7 separate regions of the Mus musculus genome follow, and regions 1, 2, 4, 5, 6 and 7 are each linked to region 3. The links are chromatin contacts, called in public HiChIP or PLAC-seq and promoter capture Hi-C maps. All regions are on one chromosome and are shown on one strand. The core of a region is the stretch at or near the end of the contact, and the rest is flanking DNA. Distances in the headings are between cores, read along the strand shown.

Region 1 (3,085 bases), core at 305-2,804, 1.5 Mb before region 3:
CATGCACATAATTAAGAGACTTTTTTAAAAAAAGAATCTGATGGTGACATGTATGTCAGAAAATGGAGAGATTGAGAAACATTGCAATTTTCTTTTGCCTGTTCATTATTGTTATCACACACACACACACACACACACACACATTCACATTTTTGTGGATTTAGTAATTTTAAAATGCATGGCCTGAATCATGCCTTCCTGTTGTTTTTGAAGGGGGCGAGGGGGTGTTCAATTGGTTTTTGTTGTTGTTGTTGCTTTTGAAATCAGTGTAAGGTGACTTTTCTTTTGAGTCTTCAGAAGAACAATGATAAATTCCTTTAAAAGACAAAAGTGTGTTTTTTCCCAAATCTGTTGCCCAGAACAGACAAGCCAACATCTTCCCTAGGGAGAAAGGAAGAACAAAGGGTGCTGTCAACACAGGAAGGCTGCTGGGAGGCAGATGCAGGCCCCCTGCCACCCTGGTTAGAGAAAGGCAGGAAGCCAGGCCTGCTGGTCCTAGGGCTTCCAGGAGAAGCCCTCTGAGCACCCCGCAGGAGGGAGAAAACCCCCAGGCAGAGAAGAGGTGACTTCTTAGGCTGTTCTCTTGTCCTCCGTGTAAGATCAGTTTCTAAATCTGTGCAATCTCCCAAGGATAAAGGCCGACTCCCCCTCTCCCCAGGACAGTACTGGAAAGAGGGTGAAGGAACTTTACCAAGTCTTACAAAAACCATCTCGGATTACTTCAGACCAGCTCTACAGGAAAGGGAGTTTACATAGTCCATTTTCTGTGCTGACTTAGCTAGGGGAGACATCTGAGGACCAGGATTCTATCTCTTCATAGTCTCAGGGCAGAAAGAATCTACAAGGTAGGGTATGGAAGGCCCACATTAGCTATTTGCCATTTGTTTGTTTGTTCGTATGTAGCATCTTACGTGGCTCAGACTGGCCTCCAACCCACTAGATAGCAATAGATAGAAAACCTTGAACTCCTGGTCCTCCTGCCTCTGCCTGACAAGTGCTGTGATAGCTGGCATACGATACCATACCCACTTTGTGCCTTGCAGAGCTTGGAACCCAGGGGTTTGCAAGCACTTTACCAACTGAGATAGGACATTTCAGAGCGCATTACTCAGCTGCTGTGGGTCACACAGGAACTGCTGATGTCTGTCTCCCTGTGACAGAGGGCAGAAGCCAAGCATACAGTTCTGTGTCCCTCACCAGGTCTCTTCCTTCAGGTTCCCCAGCTCCTCACCTGGGTAGATGTCCATTAGAAAATAATCAACTGTGCCAGCGTTCCCTGCAAGTCGGTGGTGTGTTTGAAGTTGGAAGCATCAGGCAGAGGTTCCTGGAAGTTCCAACTTACTTTTGTGACCTCCAAGCCACAATCCTGGAGTTTTTCCACATTTACACGGGCTCTTCCTCCTTGATTAATACTCCTGCTCACTTTGGACTCTATGCCAGTTAGAACAAGAGCTGAATACAGAACTTACTTAGCTACTTCCTGGAACCATGAAATTCCAAATCGCTCTGATAGGTACTGAGAAGGCCTATGGAAGCTAGGCTGATTCCATGACAGGCTTCACATTGGCAGTTAAGGAGACTAGGCCTAAATCTCTGTTTCTAAGAACTGGGCAAGTCCAGGCAAGTCCAGGCCTCAGAAGCTGCCCTGCCACCTATCGTGAGGCAAGGACAATGGGTCAGCAGCAGTTTCCAGACTTCCTCAGCAACAGTTTCTAGATCTTCCCAGCAGGTTCACAGCTCCTACACCCCAGTAATGGAATGTCCATAGAGATAGACCCAACAGATTAACATAGAAGTCACCTATCCCAGAATTACCTAATGTGCTTTAAATCAGGCCTGCAAGCTCACTTGGTTGTCTCTCTATCTTGGCATTGGAGAGACCCCAGCATGCTGGACTTCTGCAAAGTAAAACACTCTCCGTTTACGTACTATTTGAGTCTGGGGTATCATTCTTCAGTGACTCATGGATCCTTACGTTACCATACTCCATGTACCTACAGCCAAACCCACTCATTGTCATCCTGACTCTAGGTGGAAATCCACTAATGTTCAAGGAACTGGGCTTGACCTGGTGACTAACCACATGGTTGGATGAGGGAAGATGGGGGTGTTGGGATTTGATAAGATCAAGTCATGAAAACACAGTTATAGAACCAGAAAATGGGGACAGTGCTAAGTAACCCTTCTAAATGTGTGAAAGCAACAGTTGGAAATGTCTAGAATCCTGAATTGTTTCAAGGAATATATGTTTATGTTCTATGTCTAGGTGTATGAGTATTTATGAGTACTTGCAAGGGTATATATGCATATTTATCTTTATACACAGAGTTAGGCAAACAACATATCACCCAGCAGCCATATCCATGGATCTCATTGTTGACATACATTTTTTTAGTCAAGGTATATGTTTTGTGTGTGTGTGTGTGTGTGTGTGTGTGTGTGTGTGTGTGTGCCACAATAGTGAAAGTGAAGCAAGCTCATGTATGGAACTTACCAGTGGCATTGAAGACGTTTGGGGTGGTAGCCAGCCTACTGTTGATAACCCAGCACCTCGCCTGCCACCTGTTTTTAGTTTTACCGACTGTTTGCTTGGTTTGTTGATTTGTTCGTTTGTTGGTTGATTTGATCCACAAACTAAGAATAATTTTACATCTATAACTGGTTAGAAAGAAATCTGTCTCTAAGCATCATGATACACACCTGGCATGCCAACACTCTGTGAGGCTGAGGACTACTCTAATTTTGAGGCCATCCTGAGCTAGAGTAAGTTCAAGGCTATCATGCAATGCATAGTAGAATTTTGTCTCAAGCAAACAGACCCACAAGCTGAAAACAAACTTTGGCTTGGAAGGTCATAAGCCTTAGGGGGAAAGGTAGATATTTTGTTTAAAAAAAATAGACATATAGCTACACCGTCTCCTAAGAACTTATATTTATATCTACAGACTATTGCTACCCACAGCTTGGCCAAAGAAGCTTCTCTTTTATAGTGGACAGTGGTGAATACAGAGACTTGTAACTGGTCAAATGCTTTGAATGAGGACAGGAGAAGATTGTGAGACCCGGACGAGGGTGGGGGTGCATG
Region 2 (3,085 bases), core at 409-2,908, 1.4 Mb before region 3:
TACACACACCCCCACACATACATACAGAGCTGGCACAGATGCATCTGAACCCCCAGTACTGGTGAAGCAGAGACAGGAGGATGTCTGGGTTGGTGACTAGCTGGTCTAGCTCATCTTCCATCTCCAGGATCAGTGGGAAGCTCATTTGAGGCAGGGAACTAGAGAGGCCGCTCTGAGATGCAGAACATGTGCAGTTTCTACAGAGACCCAGAGTCAGTTCCCGGCACTCACATAGTCACCTCCTGGATGCGTGGCTTGTGCCGCCTTGGGTGACCCGAGTTCCAGAAGGTTCTATGTCCTTTTATAGCTTCTGCAACAGGCATGCACATGATGCACATACAGACATGAAAGCAAGGTACTCACACATACAGTAAAATGAACCCTTAAAAACAAATCAGGCAGCTAGGCAGTGGTGGCACACGCCTTTAATCCCAGCACTTGGAAGGCAGAGGCAGGCAGGCAGATTTCTGAGTTCGAGGCCAGCCTAGTCTACAGAGTGAGTTCCAGGACAGCCAGGTCTATACAGAGAAACCCTGTCTCAAAAACCAAAAAAACAAAAAAACAAAAACAAAAAAACAGGCCGTGCTGCACACAGACAGGCGCACGCGCGCACGCACACACACACACTGTAGAGATTGTCTCTGGAAAACATGGTCACCCCAGAAAGAATGGAAATTTTGATGGGTCTTCCTACTGATAGCCTTTCTACCTCCAGCCAAGTATTTTCTCTCCTTACTCGAATTATCTTATCGAAGAGCGATCATTGAAAAGCAGACTCCACCACCAAAGACACTTTTTTTTGTTGTTTTTTGGGTTTTTGTTTGTTTGTTTGTTTGTTTTCCCAGACAGTATAGCTTTGGCTGCCCTGGAACTCACTCTGTATAATAGGCTGGCCCTGAACTCACAGAGACCCGCCCACGTGTGCCATCATCGTCTGGCCCCAAACATACTTTAATTTCTTTAGTTTCTTAGAGGCAACACCCTGAAAATATCAGCCCTACCTTGATCACAGAGCTTCACCCAGCAAACCACGCCCAGGAAACGGTCCTTCCAATGGGAGGCTCTACCCAGGTGCTCATTAGACATGCAGACACTCTGGGTTCAGACCTACTGAACCAGAACCTGCAGGTTAGCTAAATTCACAACCCAACGTGATTAATACGCACATTAAACTCTGAGACAAACTCCTGGATTTTGTTCCACAGTAAAAAACAGTCCTTTACAACGTGATCACACATGCATGTACATAAAACTGAAACTAAGCTCTAGTGAAGAAGTGCTTACCTTTATTTTATTAGGGGAAGCAACGTGTTCGGGACTCTGAAGCTACATTTCAGAGCTCTCTCCTGGGTCTCAATGGAATTATGAAGCCCCTGGGAGTAATGCCTAGAAGGTGTGGGGGTGCCTGGAGGTGTATCAAGGAAAGTGGTTTACACCACTTTCGAGCTTGTTTTGCGAAAAGTGCGCTTAGTCACTTCTGAGTTTGAACTTGGAGCCCAGACTTGGCGGGGTGGGGGTTGCGTGGGAGCGCTGGGAGTGGGCAGCTAAAAGTTTGTAGAGTCCAGGCAAGGTCCAATCCAGCGGCCTTGATTGGCGGCCGGAGGAAGGCGAGGGCTGGAAGCTGGAGGAGAGGGCCGGAGCTGGAAGGCTCTCCGGCGGCGAGAGGTCCTGCCCAGCTGTTGGCGAGGAGTTTCCTGTTTCCCTCTCGGCGCCCGGGTAAAGTTGATGAGTGAGTCACTCGCGCGCACCGACCGACGACACCCCCCGCGCGCGCACACGCTCGCCTGGGGGACGGAGCCCCAGCCTCCTGCTCAGCTCTCCTCGGCCGCCGGGGGCCTCCTCCGGGCCTCCGAGCTCCGGGGATCGCCGGCCACATCTGGCCCGCATCCTGAGAGGGCGAGGAGTAAAGGCGCAGCCCGGGGTCCCCGAGGCTCGGTTCGTGGCGCACCAGGGGCCGGTCTATGACGAGCGACGGGGGCTGCCATGGGTCGGGGGCTGCTCCGGGGCCTGTGGCCGCTGCATATCGTCCTGTGGACGCGCATCGCCAGCACGATCCCGCCGCACGTTCCCAAGTCGGGTGAGTGAGTGGCCAGGGCGCGACCCTGGGGGTTCACTGGGGCTCCCCGCTCCTCCTCCAGCCCCCAGGGCAGCGATTGACAGTCGGCCGCGGGACCCGGTGCGAGAGCGGAAACGGGAAGTTTGTAGCGGCCCGAGTCGGTTCAGGCCCGCGGGGATCCGGGCAAGATCTCTCGCAAAAGAGCAGGACAGTCCACTTGCAGGGGACTTGGGGACGCTCCTGACCCCCTTTGTGCGCGCACGAAAGGCCAGGTCGGCCGCGAGGGGCCTGGAGCCCCGGAAAGGGAAGTTTAAGAAGTTGGAACTTGGAGGAGCATCGGCAGGGGACTGGACGCCCAGCTGCTGCACACCTGGGCCGCTTACTGCCCTAGACACCGCGACTGAGCCAGACTCTCAGTCCTCAGCTTTGCCATCTCGGGAGGGATTCTGGGCCGTGACTCACTGGATACAAGTTAGAGAAGAGAACTGATCTCTATCCTCGCTGATTCCTGGCCTGCCGGGATGAGGACCCAGTGAGGGTGGTCAGGTTGATGGCTGAGAAAAATCTAGTGCATGCCTACTAAGTGATGGACTATAGGGATGCTGCCTGGAATGAAAGATCTCAGCAGCTACTATTCAATGGAAACACCTAACCCAGGTTGTCCTCCAGGTCCCATCGCAGGGGTTAGTTAAGGGAGAAAAGCAGGCTCTAGGGCTCCTTCCTAAGGGTTTGCTTGGAAAGTTTAAAATCTGGCATTTTAACTCTAAAGTTAGAGTTAGGGCCACGATCTGGGCAAGTCACATGACTCTGGGCCTCAGTTTTCCCTACTGTACAATGCAGTGGTTCAGTTTGTGAAAGTTTACACTCTTTTCATCACTGGCTTTCCATGACCTTCCCTAGTAACTAAGAGGATGGCCAGGGTCGATTTGGGGTGAAATGCAGAGATTGCGGTGGCCGTGTGTGTGTGTGTGTGTGTGTGTGTGTGTGTGTGTGTGTGTGTGTTGGGGAGCGCGGAAGTAGGGTGCAAGA
Region 3 (3,070 bases), core at 183-2,682:
AGTCTTCCTTGGACTGGAGAGATGACTCATTGAATGATTAAGAGCACCAGCTGCTCTTCCAGAGAACCCAAGTTCAATTCCCAGCCTGCACATGGCAACTTAAAACTGTAACTCCAGCTTTGTAATTTCTTCTGGCTTCTGCAGGCACCCGGCACACACATGGCGCACAGAGCTAGATGTGGGCAGAACACCCATACACATAAAATAAATTCACTAAGTTAAAAAAAAAATCAAAGAATCTATTTAAAAAAAAAAGTCTTAGGCAGTAGTGGCACACGCTTTTAACCCCAGTACTGGGGAGGCAGAGGCAGACAGATCTCTGAGTTTGAGGCCAGCCTGGATTCCAGAGTGAGTTCCAGGACAGCCAGTAATATACAGAGAAACCCTGCGTGTGGGCAGGGAGCATAAATTAGGACTAACCTGGTGTTGTTTGACTTCTAACACTGAGACAAACAAACTTCTATTCACCCCAGGTCCAATAACAGACCAGGAAAAGAAAAGTAAACATTCCATCATGAGACAAAAGAATCTCTCCTCTTTTCTTAGGCTGCTTTTATCAGACATTTTCTATGTCCTGAGATAGACGAATCTCTCTTCACCGAAGAGTAAGGTAGACAGAGTGACAGAGCAGGACACTAGACATCCTCCACTGGCCTCTGTATACACACACACACACACACACACACACACACACACACATACATACTTAAAAAGATGTACTGCGATGCTGAGAGTGGTGTCCTGATTAGCTTTAACTGTCGACTTTGACAGTGCCTAGAGTCACCTCGGTTGGGTATGGTATCATTCCAGCACCCGGGAAGCAGAGGCAAGGAGAATACCTGCGAGTTTGAGGCTAGCTGGGTTTATACAGGAGTTCCAGGTTAGCCAGTGGTACACACTGAGAGCCTGGCTTGTTTGTTTGTTTTGTTTGTTTTTGAGGCAGGATCTCTCTGTGTAGTCCTGGCTGTCCTGGGGCTCACTATGTAGACTAGGTTGACCTCGAACTCACAGAGATCCTCCTGCCTCTGCCTTCCTAGTGCTGGAATTAAAAATAAGTGCTACCCAACTCTGGCAAGAGAGAGTATGTTTTTAGAAAGAAAGAAAAAAAGGCAAAAATAACAACAACAAAAAAAAATAATAAGAAAGAAAGCAGAATGGTGGGAGGGTGGGGGAGGAAGGTCCTGAGGCGATGGACCTGTTTTTATTGCTGTAGGTGATGGTGGCACAGGTGCGTGCCCCGTGCACACACACAGAAGCAGAAATGAACAGCGCAGCACGGTATGCTCAGGGCATTTCCCCCTACTCGTGTCAGTACCTAGTAGCAGCCGCACCCACACAAAAAATCCCTGGAGGCTCATCACCAGCTGTGACCTGGGCGGTGCGCTCCTGGGAGAGGCCAGGGCCCCAGGCGTCCGGTTTCCTGCCCACGCCAGTCCAACTTCCGCGTGTCTAGAGGGCAGGGGCTTGCGGGGCATCTGCTCCCGAGTCCTCTCCGGGTCCGGCCGCAGCTGGGAAGAGGGAGCCGTGCGCCCCGCCCCTGAGGCTCCGCCCCGTCCCGTCCCAGCTTCACCGGCCAGAGGTCCCCGGGCCTCGGAGGCGGCCAGCCCGGGCTGGGTCGCGCGATGTCTCATGGATCGGGGCTCGTCCGGACCACGTGCAGCAGCGGCGGCGCGCTGGGGCCAGGCCAGCCCTCGGAGGGACTGCTGGACCGGGTGTACCCGCTCACCCACGGCGCCCTGTTCAAAGTGGCGCAGATGGTAAGAAGAGTGGAGTGGAACCTGGGGACCCGTACACGGGGCTGCACCTGGCCCGGACCTTGGGAGCACCGCGCGCCCCTTTGATGCCCCAGTGTCCCCCTAGAAAGTTCCGGGAACAGCCGACAGGATCCCTGGCCCCCTCACTTCTCCAGCTGCCTCCCTACCGGGCCCAGCTCACTTCCCCACCGAAACCCGGGGTGCGAGTTCCTCCTCGTCTTCCTTCCTCTTCTCCAGGCCGCACGTCTCGCACCCGGGCTGGGGGAGGGAGAGTCTCCTGCTATCCCCTGCCATCTCCAGGCCGCGCACGGGCTCCCGCCCGAGAGGGTAGAGCTCGGCGACAAGAGGGCTCGGCTTGACTTTCGAATCTCTGCTGGGGATCGGGAGAAGCGCCGCCTTTCAGACCATCGCCAGGTCCCCTGCGCCCTGTCAGCCTTCCGAGGCGCCTCAGAAGGCAGAACTAGTTAACTAGGTTAACTAGGCAGGCTTGTGGCTAGGGGGCTTCTGGTGCTCGCTTGGAGCCAGGCAGGGCAAGGCGAGCAGCCGGCTGTTACTGTGACCAGAGCTGCACAAAAGCTTCTGGCCCGACCAGAAGTTTACCAGGCCTGATCCTGTTCGCTCTCTACCCACCCTTCTTTTTTCCCTCCCGTTTTTGTTTTTCAACCTCTGTGCAAATGTCTCGTCTACAATACCTTTTCTGTTTGTGTGGTGTGTTTTGAAACTGGGCTGGGCCGTTTGAATTCCCTACTTATCATGGGTGGAGAGGGGAGTGGTGGTTTGTAGAAAGCTGCGGAGAGATGTAGGGACCCCAGTGCAAGGTCACAGACCCGGAAGCTGGGACCTGCCAGCGAAGCTGGAGCAGCCTCCCCCCTCCCCGACCCCCCCCCCCCGGGGCTGGTACAGGGCCAGAGCTTTGTGCCTTCCATAACCGTTATTTTGGATGCCTAGAGTGTAGAAAGGTGGGAGGAAGACGTTCCGCCTCTCCTGAGAAGGGTGCCTAAATGGACCAAGATTGGGACACAGGCAGTTTTAATACGGAACTAAAAAGGTCTGGTGCTAAGCAGTCTTGGATTTGAGTGGATGGTGTGTGGGACCCAGGCTAAGGGCTTTGATCAGCCAAATAAAAGCCCGAGAGGCCACCTCTTTGATCATTAAAGGATGGTTGGAGTCAAAGAGACTTTACAGTCTTACGCCCATGCGAAGACGAGGGCCGCGGCAGAGATTTGGATCAGGCCTCTGCCTTGATCCATAAGGGAAGCCGATGGGAAGGGAATGCCCTTGCTGGGCCGTGACTTGGGTGCACAAAATTAATGGCG
Region 4 (3,103 bases), core at 587-3,086, 1.3 Mb before region 3:
CCAGGGAAGGCTCTGTCTGTGTGAGCGTTGGCAGTATAAACAGAGCACACACTCGATGAGCATTCACCCATCAGGCCAGGGAGGGCAGGAAGGCACGCACTCCCAGGGGGAAGGACTGGATTGTCAGAACACAGGCTCCTGAGATACAGTCTGGGGCAAAGCCAAGTTATCCAGGACCTAAAATTTTGTGCAACCAAAGTGCCTGCTTTTCTGTATTTCTTCTTGTCTCCTGATGAAAACTGGCCAGCGCGATGGGACTACATCGGGAGGCGACATACATGAGGAAATGCCCGGTAGTCCATGTACATGTCTTTCTATCTCTGTGCCCATAGCCATCCCGTTTTGCTCTAGGAGAGCCAGAATGTTCTTTTTTCTCCACTTAATTTACCCAGCACTCCCCTGACAAGGTCTGAAGAAATGCTTGCTGTGAGAACAATGGGAAGAGGCACTCTTCTTCCGGGTGAGGGTAGCATTTCTTCACTTGTGAGATGTGTGCGTGTGCCTGAGATGGTTTCACAATTTGCCAGCCATCTAGAACATTTTTGTTTGTTTGTTTGTTTGTTTTAGCAGATATGCGCTTATCTCAAAAGATATTAGAAAGAGAGTAGAACTTGAAGCCTGGACTTTCACAAGTGTTGTTTCTTGAATGGCTGATGAGTAAAACACTGATTTTTGTAAGTCATTGGGAGATGAACACACTTATTTATAACGATCACAGGAGATGAGTTCACCGGGCTGCCAATTCTTGTCTAAAAATAGACACAGCCGCTGGGCGGTGGTGGCACACGCCTTTAATCCCAGCACTTGGGAGGCAGAGGCAGGCAGATTTCTGAGTTCCAGGCTAGCCTGGTCTACAGAGTGAGTTCCAGGACAGCCAGGGCTACACAGAGAAATCCTGTCTCGAAAACCAAAAAAAAAAAAAAAAAAAAAAAAAAAGACAGCTTATTAAACGCAGGAATGGAAGTGGCCTAACAAGCCCTGAGAAAAGAGCTCCAAAAAAAAATCTGACCACTTGGTGCACAGCCCTTTAGAGGGGTTTCATAGTCCTTACCTCTCCTGCTTGTATTTCCGGGGCTCCTCGCCATCCCCCATCCTACTCCCTGCACATGTGTGCATGGGCATGCTCTGTTCTGTGGATGATACTCAGGTAAGGATGGGCTGCCAGTTTTCCTTTGCAAGCTGGCTGGTACGTGCGTGCGTGCGTGCGTGCGCGCACGCGCTAGGGAAGCAACACAAAGCCCTGGAGAGCTCAATGGTCTGACTCAATGGTTATGCTACATTTCTGGTTGCTCGCTCTGACAAGCGGGAGGGGGGGGGGGCAGAGAAGTTTCTTTGCGTTTACAGTTGAAGGTGACGCAATCCATTGTGGTTCAGAAGACTTGGCAGCACGAACCGGAGGCCGCTGGTCACACAGTGTCTATGAGAGCTAAGTTATGTTTTAAGATTTAATTACTGTGCATACGAGATCCACAAAACAGAATATGTCTCCAACCTTGCCCAAGGACAGATACTTCCTGAAATATAGCAGGCAGCTATTGTTTTGCTCCTCTAAACAACTTTTTTGCCCAGGTACACAGGTTGTGGTCGATGACATGTAGGTGGGAGGTATGTGGGTAGGAAATACGTCAGGAAGTACATTTGACTCTCATTGGATGTAGGCAGGCGGTACACAGCCAGGAATTACATCAGGACATATGTTCGCCAATGATTGGACCTGGTGGGGTACATAACAGCCTTACAGATTTGCCTTTATTAACTACTGTAGAATGTGACCTGTCCCCATTTTCTGGGAACCCCAGAGTGGAATTAGCCAGAGTTCATCACCCTGGCCAATGTTTAATTAAAGCTTGCTTCAGATTTGGCTCAAAATTGTATTACTGGACTTATTATCATCTGGTAGGATTAACACTGTCCACAATCAGGAAGCAAACTTCAGAGGCGGAACCTTGGTACAGAACCGGAAGTGAACCCTCGATGGCCCACTTCCTCCTTGAGGTTCCACTCACTTCAATTCCCACGGGTTTCCAAATTAGCTCCACCAGCCTGGGCTCAAGTGCAAGCCGTTGGGGCCATTCACACTCAAACCAGACCACTAGCTCAAACTCCAGAGTAGAGAAGATGCCCTTAGCACTGGAGAGCTGGAGAGAGCAGCTGACCAGAGCACAAAAAGCAAAAGTCTTATTGTACAAGACCAAATGTACAAGGTCTATGGGCTCAGTCCCAAGAGCCTTGGCCAAAACAGAAGCCAAGGTCTTCTGACCCACCTCTAGGCTCTGTTCCACCCCGGTCATTTGAGTTCTGGCTACTGTAAGGTCAGGAGTATTAGCAGTGGGCTTTCCGAGGGCCCTCGGGAAGGACCCTGTGCCTCCTGCAACTCACTGACTTTTAGATGCAAGGCCTGTTCTGCTCCAAGGACTTCCTGTTTTGGGGTGACCTTTTATTTTTTTGTCTTAAATTCAGTGTGCAAATGACATGCTAATGGCCCTGTCTTGAAGGCACTTGCTTCCCTAGGTGACAGACAGGGAACTTTTCATCTAAACCAGCCTGTCTATCCCTTTTTCAGGAAAGCTACCCCGGTTGGCATCTGCACATCTCCTTCATTTTCCCCTGAAGTAACTGCCTAATCACTGCTTATCACGCTTCTAATTAGTTTCCTTTTTTTTTTTTTCACTTGAATAATTATGGCTTCATACTTTATGGGTTGGGGGCCATGCCTTTCAGGCCTGCTTTGCAAAGACTGCTGATCAAGACAAGATTGGGAACTTGCACACATTTCAAGGCCTGCCAATCAGTTGCGCATGGCATAATCTATTCTGGTATATCTCCTGATACTCGCGGCACTTAAAAATAGCTTGTTAATCATCTTCCTACTCTAATTAAGCAGGCATCTCGCTTTTATTTTATTATATTTTTTTGAGAATTTCTCACATGATCACTCTTTACATCATTTCCACCCCTCGCTCTCTCCCACCCTGATCTTCCTTCCTCTCTCCCCTCCCAGTCCTATGTTTTCCAAAGGATCATTTCAACATAGTCCAAATGCTGAAGAGATGTGTCTGCTGTGGCATATTCTGGTCTTCCACAGTGATTTTTTTTTTTAGGG
Region 5 (2,928 bases), core at 174-2,673, 1.6 Mb before region 3:
ACAACAGTCTAGCACAGCCCCCAAATGAGATATGTGCCACTGAACGCCCAGAAGTGGCTGAAGCACTCCCAGGGAGCCATGGAGTAATCTCGGGGCTATCATGGAGTATCAGGGTGCGTAGCCTGCAGCCAGGAGCTTTTCTGATAAAAGAAAAATTATATAGTAACAGACCCTGGTCCTTGAGGAGTAGAGAAATTGTCACTGCTCTTTTATGCACTGTGAGTTTTCGCCTAATGTAAACTCCAGCAGTCTTCCAGCTCTCCACCTGCAAGCTAATCAAGGCTCTTTGGTTCTTACAGAGGACAGAGGTTTAATCTTGGCTTCCTGTCCCCAAAGATCTGTCTCTCTGTGTGGCAGAGATCTCATACGGGACCTGGAGCTCTAGAATGATGGTTGCCACGATTTTGGGGTACATATCAGATAGATGCCTTGTGAGCTCCTAACAAGAAGGAAGTGAAGTGTGTGTGTGTGTGTGTGTGTGTGTGTGTGTGTGTGTCCACAGACTATGAGTGGAGGTCAGAAGGCAACTTTGAGAGTTGGGAGACCAAACTTAGGCCATCAGTCTTGGCAGCAAGCACTTTTGTTCATTGGGCAATCTTACTGGTCTTTTACTTAGACTTTCTTTCTTTCTTTCTTTCTTTCTTTCTTCCTTCCTTCCTTCCTTTTTTTTTTTTAATAGAAATAGAAAACCAACTTAATACTGGAGTTCACAATCCTTGATCTATAATGTAACTCATTTTACAAACCCACAATAGCTCTACATGGAATATTTTCTATATTATACTGTATTATCTAGTATATATAATATACTTCCATGTTGGAAGAGCTAAGTAACACCCACAGCAGTTACCACCATGTGTAGCGAGAGATGGGTGGTCTGTTCAGAGCCTCAGAGCTGATTGTGGGGTGTAATCACGAGCCTTCTGCTTTGGGGTCTAACGACGTGTTTGGAAATGTGGGTGTGGCTGACTTCTCCACAGTCTGAAGGTTTCCACTGTTCCAGATGGCCAGTAAGGAATGCGTGGCCCACCTCTGTGGGATTGAGGAAGCTAGGTGGTATTTCTCGGCAAAGAACACAAAGGAAGTTATTTATGACTTATGCGTTCTTTCAGGTACTAGGGGTGTTTGATTGTATTCATAAGTCGTCTATGAAACAAAATAATGTGTTGGAAAAGCAGAGCTCACTCACGGGGATAGTGATTTTCCCGAGACTAGAGTGTCGAATGACCCCTCCGGGGAGTAGAGGCACTGGCTTAGCCCTGGCAATGCTACAATAGCGTGCCTTCTATATCAAGACTCTGAGGCACCAGGCCGTAGAGCCCCGGCTGGCGCACTGTGAGCACAATTTAGAGCTTGTGATGATTTGAATGAGACACATCTCTTAGGCTCCTGTGTTTGAACACGGCCCCAGCTGGTGGCGCTGTTAGGGAGGGTTGTGGAACCTTGTAGGTGGTGAAGCCTCACTGGAGGAAGTGGGTTACTGTAGGCTGGCCTTGAGGTTTTATGAAAGCATTTCCGGTCTCACTTCATTCTCTGCTCCCTAACAGAGAAGGGACCATTCCTAAGAACCAGCTCCCTCAAGATCCTGCCTTCTTGTATTCGCCATCTGGAAGGACTGTTCCCCACTCCCAGCCGTACCCCTACCCCCACCCCCATCCCCACCCCTTAAGCCATGAAGCAAAATAAACTGGTTCTCCTTTAAGCTGCTTTTCGACCAGAGTGAGAAAAGTAATTCAGCAGAACCTAAAGAAAGGTGTCCTGCCAAGCCTGGCCAGTGTGAACAACAGAGCCAGCAGAGCCAGCAGAGCCAGCATTCCTGTGTTAGACTCTCGCCAGCATCTCAGGCATACCCCATCAAGAACTCTCTGCGAGACAGCCCTGCGGAAAGCCGAAGCCGAGCTGGTGTTTCTGGGGGCTACACTGGCACGGAGACATCAGATACCTCCAGAGCACAAGCAGCCAGGCACAAGTGCTCAAGCCAGTTAGAAACAGCGGCAGCGTCTAGGGAGAGGTGGAGTCCCCGGGTTTGTTGTTTTCCCCTATCAAATTTCTTAGAAAATAGTTGAGGTCAGCGTGTGTTTTGTATCACTTGCATGGAATGCAACAAAGAAGGAGGAGACCACTTTAGTATGAGCTTCGGGTGGAGGGATAAATTTTACTCTCTCTTTATGCTGTGGGCAATGTGTTAACATGCCGCTGGCTGAATTACCCTCGACTTAAAACACCTGAAAGCAATAAATCCAAGTCCTATCAGGTGACTCATGGGAAAGGCATGCCGCTCTCCTCTTCCAGTCCACAGTCCGTGAGTGTGCATGCCAACCACCATCACCTGGAGGCTCATTGAAAACGGTCCGCTGTGTTTCTGATTGAGTGTATTTCTGGGCTGGAACGTGGCCCAGGAATTTGCATAGCAAAGGAACTCCCAAGATGATGCTGACATTGCAGCTCTGGGGTCACCCCCTAAGAATCCTTGTCTTAAGTAAGGGGCTAAGTTGCAGAGCAATGGAGACACCACAAAAACCTGACACACTGACACATGTGTCTATGATCCCAGAGCTCGGAAGATGGAGAAGCCAGAAGGGGTGGAGGAGGTGGCAGCCTGAAGATCATAAGGAATAATCTAATACATATCAAGATCAAGGCCCCCCTTGGACAGCCTCAATAATAAACAAACAAATTCACTACCCCCCAAAAAAGGCTCTCTTAAACCCAAGATTACTCACACAATTCTCTTCTCGGGGACATACCAGGGATCCTACCTGTTAAGGTTCACAATATTAGCCCAACATTTAAAACCATTTTTAAGATCCAACAGATATGCCACATGTCCCACCCAAGAGCTACTGAGACTCACAAGGCTGCTCTGCATCCCTTGTGATTTTGTGCCTTATCAGTGTGGTGGCTCTCCTCCTGCTGTGGTTCCTTCCA
Region 6 (2,962 bases), core at 412-2,911, 1.6 Mb before region 3:
AAACAGGAAGAAGTTGAAAAGTAGATTCAAAGGGAAAATACTGAGATACAGGAGAATGCAGAAAACTGTTGATAGAAAGGTGTGAGATTCTGGAGGGCAGAGTGAGCTTTCAAAGGGATGGGAGGAGCCGGAGAGGAGGAAGTGGGAGAAAGGACAGGGAGAAGGGAATGGATGAGGAGGAGAGGAGAGAGGACAGGGAGAAGGAAGTAGTAGAGAAGAGAGGACAGGGAGGAGAGAAGGAAGGAGGAGAGAGAGGACAGGGAGGAGGGAATGGAGGAGGAGGAGAGGAGAGAGTGTGGGATGGTGGACCATGCCAGGAAGCTTGGTAGGTAGAGCAGGTCCAAGTCCCCAGAAACTCAGGGTACACACCTGAGAAGGTGGGCAGCTTCCTGCTCCCTGGCCTGGAACATGTGACACGCTTCCCTCATAAGGAAATAAGAAAGAGAAAGAAAGAAAGAAAGAAAGAAAGAAAGAAAGAAAGAAAGAAAGAAAGAAAGAAAGAAAGGAAGGAAGGAAGGAAGGAAGGAAGGAAGGAAGGAAGGAAGGAAGGAAGGAAGAAAGAAAGAAAGAAAGAAAGAAAGAAAGAAAGAAAGAAAGAAAGAAAGAAAGAAAGAAAGGAAGGAAGAAAGGAAGAAAGGAAGAAAGGAAGAAAGGAAGAAAGGAAGAAAGAGAAACAGAGACATAACCATGAGAAGTAACACACACCTCAGAATGCAGAAGGGCTTTCCCATTTTTCCATTAGAAGGCATCTTGCATTGTCCTGGTTGCCAGCATCTCACTGGGCCCCTTGCAAAAGGTTTCGTCTCTGTTTTGTATTTTGAAGAGGAAGGTAGACAAAGTAGTGTTCCTTAATCATATGTGGAGTTCATTTCACCAAATCAGACCATTAAAGAGGAAAGCCTGCGTAAAGGAGAATCCAGCCTATTACCTGGGAGTTAACTCCTCCATGCAATCTCAGATTTCATTCCAATTCCTAAAGCTCTTCCTCAGAAGCCTTCTCTAGTGGGAGTGCTGGGTTGCCTCTACCCAGCTCTCTTATTACAAGGAAAGAAACCTCACTGTAGCAGTAGGTCGAGCATGGCTTCTGAGTGAGCACTGGCACATGGCACAGGATGATGACATCGCTGGCCCTCGGTCTCCGAACCTCCCATACTGAGTAACAGTATTTACATCAAAAGGTAACAATGGCCGGGCGGTGGTGGTGCACGCCCTTAAACCCAGCACTTGGGAGGCAGAGGCAGGCAGATTTCTGAGTTGGAGGCCAGCCTGGTCTACAAAGTGAGTTCCAGGACAGCTAGGGCTATACAGAGAAACCCTGTCTCAAAAAGCTAAAAAGAAAAAAAAAAAAAAAAAGGTAACAATGAATTGAAGGAAGATACAGAGGAAATACCAACTGAGATTATTTTTCTTCTTTCACATTCTTTCTCCTTCAGTTTCAAACTAATTGGCTTGCTAACATGGTCTCTAAGGCCGCCTCAAACTTTATGGTTTTTGGAGGTGAGACCTTTTGCTGGAAATACTTTTTTATATTCAGTCTGTTTTCCTGGTTGCATTTCCTGTAAAAAAGTTGCAAGAATCGTCAGAGAATGGAGACAAAGAGGAAAGGGAGCAGAGGAAGTGGCAGCGTGGCTTCCTGTGTGTCTGCGTCACCAACTGCAGCTGCTGTGGTTTGCACGAAGGAAAGCTCCGGACAGCCCCTAGAACAGCGACTGCAGAAGCCACTCTGCAGACACTCAAAGCGGGCATAGTTCAAAAATGGGAACTGGGAAGGATGCGGAGCCAGTGAGGATGTCTGAGGGACATAGAATCAAAGAAAAGTCACCCAGAGGAAGGAAGGGAAAGAGAGGTTATGAACAAGGGACGGAAAGAAGAAAGAAGGGGGAGAGAGGGAGGAAGAAGGAGTAGTCATTTCAACTCAGCTGTAGTTTGGCACTTTATCAGGAATACAAGTACATTGTACCATGTCCCCAATAACACAGAGCATAAACACTTGACTCCATTTTACATGTAGTCAGCCAATGAGCTGATCAAGTCAGGACACACAAAGACAAGGGACTCTGATGGCTGCCCCTCTTACATGCTGATTCCCAGTGGGGTGAGCCAGATGTACAGCTCAAACTAGAGTCATCAAAAGTAGGGAGATAGCTCAAAGGGTAAACCACTTGCTGCCAAACCTGACCGTCTGAGCTGGGTTACAGGGCACACATGGTGTTGGGAGAATTTTTACACAGAATGAGAAAGTTTATTACACATACAAGGGATAGGGAGAAGCGGGGAGAGAGAGAAGAAGAAGGAGAAGGAGGAGAGGAAGACAACAGTGACGACAACAGCACTCAATGCAAAGGTCACAGATGTGGGGCTGGTACTTTGTATTCCAGCCTTAGTGTCACAGGCAATTAGGCTGCAAATAGATTCTGAAAAAATAATAATTGCATAAATCAAAGTTCTATTTACTTTCTTATATCAGTATTGATTCTACGTGTCCTTATCCAATTAATATTCCGCAGCTCTCACTGCCTACCCCCTGCAGCCTCGCGCTCTCTGAGCCAGGAGCCCATCTGTGCCTGCATGTCAGGAAGATGCTCTCTGAAATAAGGCAGCTCCCGAGAAAGCGCAGAGCACCAGGAGCCTGAACTCCTGTGCTCACCTCCGTTTGTTTCTAGATCCAGCTGCTCCTGAGACCTCCTGGTTCCCTCTAGGTTTTCTAACTCTAACTTTGCTCCCTAAGCGAAGGATCGAATAGCACTGATTAACTCTGCAGACTGATAAATGCCCTTGTGCTTGGCAGCACTGTGAATCATAGCTATTGACTAGCACTGAGATTTGCAGGCACTGGCAGACATGGGAAGGCTGATGGGAAGGGGAGGAGTGAGCTTTCTGTGGAGGATCCTGGGATTTCATGGGAAAGAAGATTTTCAAAGTGTAAAAGGTCAAGGTTTGAGGGAACCCGAACACCACCAAG
Region 7 (3,224 bases), core at 182-2,681, 1.4 Mb before region 3:
TATTATTTAGAACAGGGGCCTTCATTAGTTGGAGCTTGCCAAATAAGTCAGCTAGGCTAACTGGCCAGCAGACTCCAAGAATATGCCTGTGTCCAACTTCCAATTGCACTGCCATGCCCAGCTCCCTCCTGCCTGCCTTCCTTCCTCCTTCCTTCCTTCCTTCCTTCCTTCCTTCCTTCCTTCCTTCCTTCCTTCCTTTCTCTTTCTTTCTTTCTTTCTTTCTTTCTTTCTTTCTTTCTTTCTTTCTTTCTTTCTTTCTTTCTCTCTCTCTCTCTCTCTCTCTCTCTCTCTCTCTCTCTCTCTCTCTTTCTTTTGTCTTTCTTTCTTTCTTTTTTGTCATGGGGGCTGAGGATTAAAATCCGTTCTGAGCTATAGTCTCTCTATCCCACATTTAGCTTTTTAATGAAACCTTAGTCCTGGCACTGCCATGAAGCTATTCTGCATATACAATTGGCAGCTGTAGTTAATTGTTTTTGACCAAAGGAGGTTACCATCGATCATGTGACTCTGTTGTACACTACAAAAGTGAGCAGTGGAGTTTCCTGGGGAAGAACTCTGACCAGAAACTTCATCATGAGTTCCTGTCTGGTTTCCATACTTCTAGTCTGCTCTATGAATGTCTAACACACCAGCCCCCACAGCTCTGTGAGCTTGTGCACGAGCTACACCTGCAGATTCAATATTTCCCCTGAGGGATTTGAGTGTGTATTCACACTTGACAAGCTCAGCTTCAAGGCATAGTGAGTTCTGTTCACTACTTGCTGTGGGTTATTCTTCAAGATGCTTTGCCTTCGACTGCAGCAATAGCAATGGCACTCTTAAATATACAGCACCAAGCCAGGCATCACAGTCATGTGTGGAGTCAATGAGTTCTCAGGTTCTCCACAAACCTGGACCGTACTAAAGGGGTGCATGAATTCAGAGGTATATGAGTAGGGCTGGTGAATCGCTCATCAGATATAAGTCCTCTTTGCACAGTCCTGAAGAACCTAGTTGGATCCCTGAGACCCAAGTAAAGCTGGAAGAGAAAACCAACTCTACAAAGTTATCCCGTGTCCATGCTAGGGCATGCTGTGCCCCCACCTCACATACACGAGAATAATCAATAATCAGGAGAACACAGTTCAATGTTACATGAAGACACTGCTGGCAGAATGTTAAGCATTCTTGATGAATTTTCCCCTAACCTTCCAGCCACCAGTAAACACTGTTTCAAAGACATGGGCCAAGAAGTCCTAATCCCAATTTAAAAATCTGAGCCCTTCTTACCCCCACAATCCTTAGACAACAGTGCTTGTCTAGAAATTAACACCTCCCTTCCCAGTGAGAGCTCAGAGCCTTCGGCAGTGAGTTTGGGGCAATGGGAGAGAACGATGCAGTAACCTTTGTGCCGGGGTGAAGGTTTTGCTATTACTCAAGGGCTTGTGGAAGAGAAGTGAAATGTGTTATGTCTCATGAGTCTGTCACATGCTCTGACAGCTGTCCCTTTCATAGGACAGCATGAGACTTTCTAGGTGAGAGAGCCTCCTATTACTGGAACTTCTTTTCAGAGAACACTTCGAATAATTAATTTGCCTGCTACTGGTATAAAATTCCCAAAGGATGGCCAGCCGCTAATGGAGGATCTGTAGCAATTAAAATGTGTTGCCTTCATAGCAGACTGTTTAAGCAAACACACGGTGTGTAACAAAGCTATCAAACTGAAAAGCGTTTTGAATTTTGGGTTGAGGTTGTTGAAGAGTCAGTTAGGTTGTCTTGGTGGTGTTGGAGTTGTTTTGTGTCTTTACATAAGGGCTGGTGAAGTGGAAACTCCTGGTTTAAGCCTACAGTCTGGGGACTGAAGTCAGGATCTCCTGCTTGCAAGGCAAGTGATGCACTGACTAGCTCACCCCTCCGGCTAGGAGAGAGTTCTTGGGTTTGTTTAGAATTGTATCTTTGTCCCTAGCTGTTGATCTAGATGCACATCCTTGCGGTGCCATCCCTTTGGCCTCTGAAGCATCACAGATTAAACATAAGAATCACTGCTGTGTGCGTAAGGGCTTGGCTGGCACCGATTCTCCCTAGGGATTGGGACAGGCATATGCAGCACGACTGCCTCCCTCCACCTGTCCTCATGACCTCACGAGGTCTTTGGGAATTCTTGAGGGAGGGAGGCTTGGGATTTCACCTGTTGCTTTGAGGCTGCTGGGGCATTTGTGACCCTCCTGAAAGCATGAACTGAACAAAAGCTGGTGTTTCTCTGCTCCCTGTTCCAGAGTGAATTCGTAAAGCTTTTAACAGAATGACATGAGGCCAACACAGATGACCAATATTGCTATAGTCTGAAAGTGACTGTCTTGCCAAACAGTTTCACAAAAGGCCAGGGGGTGGCTGTCACATACAGGGAAGAGAATATTGGTCTAAAGGGAAAAGGTTGAAGGTTTATAGGCTTCCGGGAGCTGATGGGATTGTTAGTGGGCAGTGATCTCGGTCAGCTAACCTCTGTCAGGGGTTCCCAGGTCAGGGTGAATTGTATTGATCATGCCTTGTGTAAGGTTTTCATAGAGGAATCCAAGGAGGTAGAAAAGGAAGAGGAGGGAAGAAAATATCCCGACTGAACCTTAACTGTGGTACCTTCTGCTTTGCTGTAATGGTGGAAAAATGAAATAAACAAAAAGGCAAAGCGTGCCCCCAGCTGGCGCTGAGAAGTCTACATTCCCCTTATCTACTGCCCTTCCAAATGCCCACGCTTCCAAATGTGAGGTGTGGGGTGCTGTTCCCCTTTCTCTCAAAGATCAATGAAGAGACTTTCTCAGACCTCCTAGGAGGGCAGCAGGCAAGGTGATCTGTGTCATGCTGCTCTGGTCAGCTCAGGTTGTGGCAGGGAGCATCAAGAGCTTTGTGAGTTGCTCTCTTAGTTTCCCTCCCCCTCCCCTCCTCCCCCTCCCCTTCCCATTGCCCTCCCCCCCTCCCTTCCTTCTTTCTTCCTTTCCTTCCTTTTCTCTCTCTATTTTGCTGGCCCCATCTGTTTCTTTCCTGTTAGGCCTGTTTGCCCAGCACCAGCCCTAGGCACTTACCCCTGTCAACACCTCTGTTGGGTGGCTTCTGTAGCCGCTGCTGTCATCAGTCTCCTCTGCTTTTGTGGCTACCCTGTCATTGTGTCTCTGTTCTCTCACATCTAAGCTTTTGCTAGACAAGAACTGGCCACCCCGGGAAAGGAGCCGCACAGGAGCAGATGCCATCTT

What was found. Promoter capture Hi-C pulls out the DNA fragments that hold promoters and counts their contacts. HiChIP or PLAC-seq counts read pairs in DNA pulled down with a chosen protein or histone mark.
Region 1: a contact with region 3 is called in an H3K4me3 HiChIP or PLAC-seq map of pro-B cells, with 7 times the contacts expected there. The contact joins the promoter of D730003K21Rik here to the promoter of Cmtm7 in region 3. A contact is called at or near these places in 5 of 39 promoter capture datasets (the 3T3-L1 cell line, the C10 cell line, the HPC-7 cell line and 2 more), 1 of 15 datasets of contacts at CTCF or cohesin (large pre-B cells) and 4 of 115 datasets of contacts at active chromatin or transcription factors (the 230-238 cell line, double positive thymocytes, extraembryonic endoderm stem cells and 1 more).
Region 2: an H3K4me3 HiChIP or PLAC-seq map of embryonic forebrain shows a contact between it and region 3, with 4 times the contacts expected there. The contact joins the promoter of Tgfbr2 here to the promoter of Cmtm7 in region 3. A contact is called at or near these places in 2 of 39 promoter capture datasets (the HPC-7 cell line and pre-B cells), 6 of 115 datasets of contacts at active chromatin or transcription factors (the 230-238 cell line, DN3 thymocytes, embryonic forebrain and 3 more) and 2 of 9 other capture datasets (adipose tissue and liver).
Region 4: a contact with region 3 is called in a promoter capture Hi-C map of pre-B cells. The contact joins the enhancer-like site here to the promoter of Cmtm7 in region 3. A contact is called at or near these places in 5 of 39 promoter capture datasets (the 3T3-L1 cell line, hippocampal neurons, liver and 2 more) and 2 of 115 datasets of contacts at active chromatin or transcription factors (large pre-B cells and pro-B cells).
Region 5: a contact with region 3 is called in an H3K4me3 HiChIP or PLAC-seq map of pro-B cells, with 14 times the contacts expected there. The contact joins the enhancer-like site here to the promoter of Cmtm7 in region 3. A contact is called at or near these places in 2 of 39 promoter capture datasets (liver and pre-B cells), 1 of 15 datasets of contacts at CTCF or cohesin (large pre-B cells) and 2 of 115 datasets of contacts at active chromatin or transcription factors (large pre-B cells and pro-B cells).
Region 6: an H3K4me3 HiChIP or PLAC-seq map of pro-B cells shows a contact between it and region 3, with 10 times the contacts expected there. The contact joins the enhancer-like site here to the promoter of Cmtm7 in region 3. A contact is called at or near these places in 4 of 39 promoter capture datasets (the 3T3-L1 cell line, the C10 cell line, hippocampal neurons and 1 more), 2 of 484 Hi-C or Micro-C datasets (B cells and LSK cells) and 2 of 115 datasets of contacts at active chromatin or transcription factors (large pre-B cells and pro-B cells).
Region 7: a contact with region 3 is called in an H3K27ac HiChIP or PLAC-seq map of microglia, with 6 times the contacts expected there. The contact joins the enhancer-like site here to the promoter of Cmtm7 in region 3. A contact is called at or near these places in 7 of 39 promoter capture datasets (the 3T3-L1 cell line, the C10 cell line, the HPC-7 cell line and 3 more), 2 of 115 datasets of contacts at active chromatin or transcription factors (bone marrow-derived dendritic cells and microglia) and 1 of 9 other capture datasets (adipose tissue).

The regions. Positions count from the first base shown.
Region 1 is chr9:116,325,792-116,328,876 of GRCm38.p6, reverse strand. It overlaps D730003K21Rik (a long non-coding RNA gene), which reads right to left and starts at 1,554. Exons shown (of 4, transcript XR_871324.2): 1 at 1,232-1,554.
Region 2 is chr9:116,173,936-116,177,020 of GRCm38.p6, reverse strand. It overlaps Tgfbr2 (transforming growth factor, beta receptor II), which reads left to right and starts at 1,658. Exons shown (of 8, transcript NM_009371.3): 1 at 1,658-2,077. The coding sequence starts at 1,984. Gm40582 (a long non-coding RNA gene) reads right to left here and starts at 1,377. Exons shown (of 3, transcript XR_871320.3): 1 at 1,285-1,377; 2 at 1,002-1,110; 3 at 1-310.
Region 3 is chr9:114,780,355-114,783,424 of GRCm38.p6, reverse strand. Cmtm7 (CKLF-like MARVEL transmembrane domain containing 7) reads left to right here and starts at 1,432. Exons shown (of 5, transcript NM_133978.2): 1 at 1,432-1,757. The coding sequence starts at 1,623. Gm9888 (a long non-coding RNA gene) reads right to left here. Exons shown (of 3, transcript XR_003948087.1): 3 at 1,753-2,127.
Region 4 is chr9:116,083,059-116,086,161 of GRCm38.p6, reverse strand. No RefSeq gene overlaps it. Among named protein-coding and RNA genes, the nearest start is that of Gm31014, 30 kb to the right of the region's middle. Within about 2 kb of position 1,836, at least 88 of the 459 cell types and tissues checked have an H3K27ac peak or open chromatin away from gene starts, as enhancers often do. A contact at or near this core is called in liver, neutrophils, pre-B cells and 1 more, where this site is marked.
Region 5 is chr9:116,382,911-116,385,838 of GRCm38.p6, reverse strand. No RefSeq gene overlaps it. Among named protein-coding and RNA genes, the nearest start is that of Gm31559, 8.5 kb to the left of the region's middle. Within about 2 kb of position 1,423, at least 220 of the 459 cell types and tissues checked have an H3K27ac peak or open chromatin away from gene starts, as enhancers often do. A contact at or near this core is called in pre-B cells and pro-B cells, where this site is marked.
Region 6 is chr9:116,365,075-116,368,036 of GRCm38.p6, reverse strand. No RefSeq gene overlaps it. Among named protein-coding and RNA genes, the nearest start is that of Gm31559, 26 kb to the left of the region's middle. Within about 2 kb of position 1,661, at least 116 of the 459 cell types and tissues checked have an H3K27ac peak or open chromatin away from gene starts, as enhancers often do. A contact at or near this core is called in B cells, LSK cells, pre-B cells and 1 more, where this site is marked.
Region 7 is chr9:116,135,223-116,138,446 of GRCm38.p6, reverse strand. All of the region lies in intron 2 of Tgfbr2 (transforming growth factor, beta receptor II), which reads left to right. Among named protein-coding and RNA genes, the nearest start is that of Gm31292, 8.5 kb to the left of the region's middle. Within about 2 kb of position 1,431, at least 90 of the 459 cell types and tissues checked have an H3K27ac peak or open chromatin away from gene starts, as enhancers often do. A contact at or near this core is called in the HPC-7 cell line, bone marrow-derived dendritic cells, liver and 1 more, where this site is marked.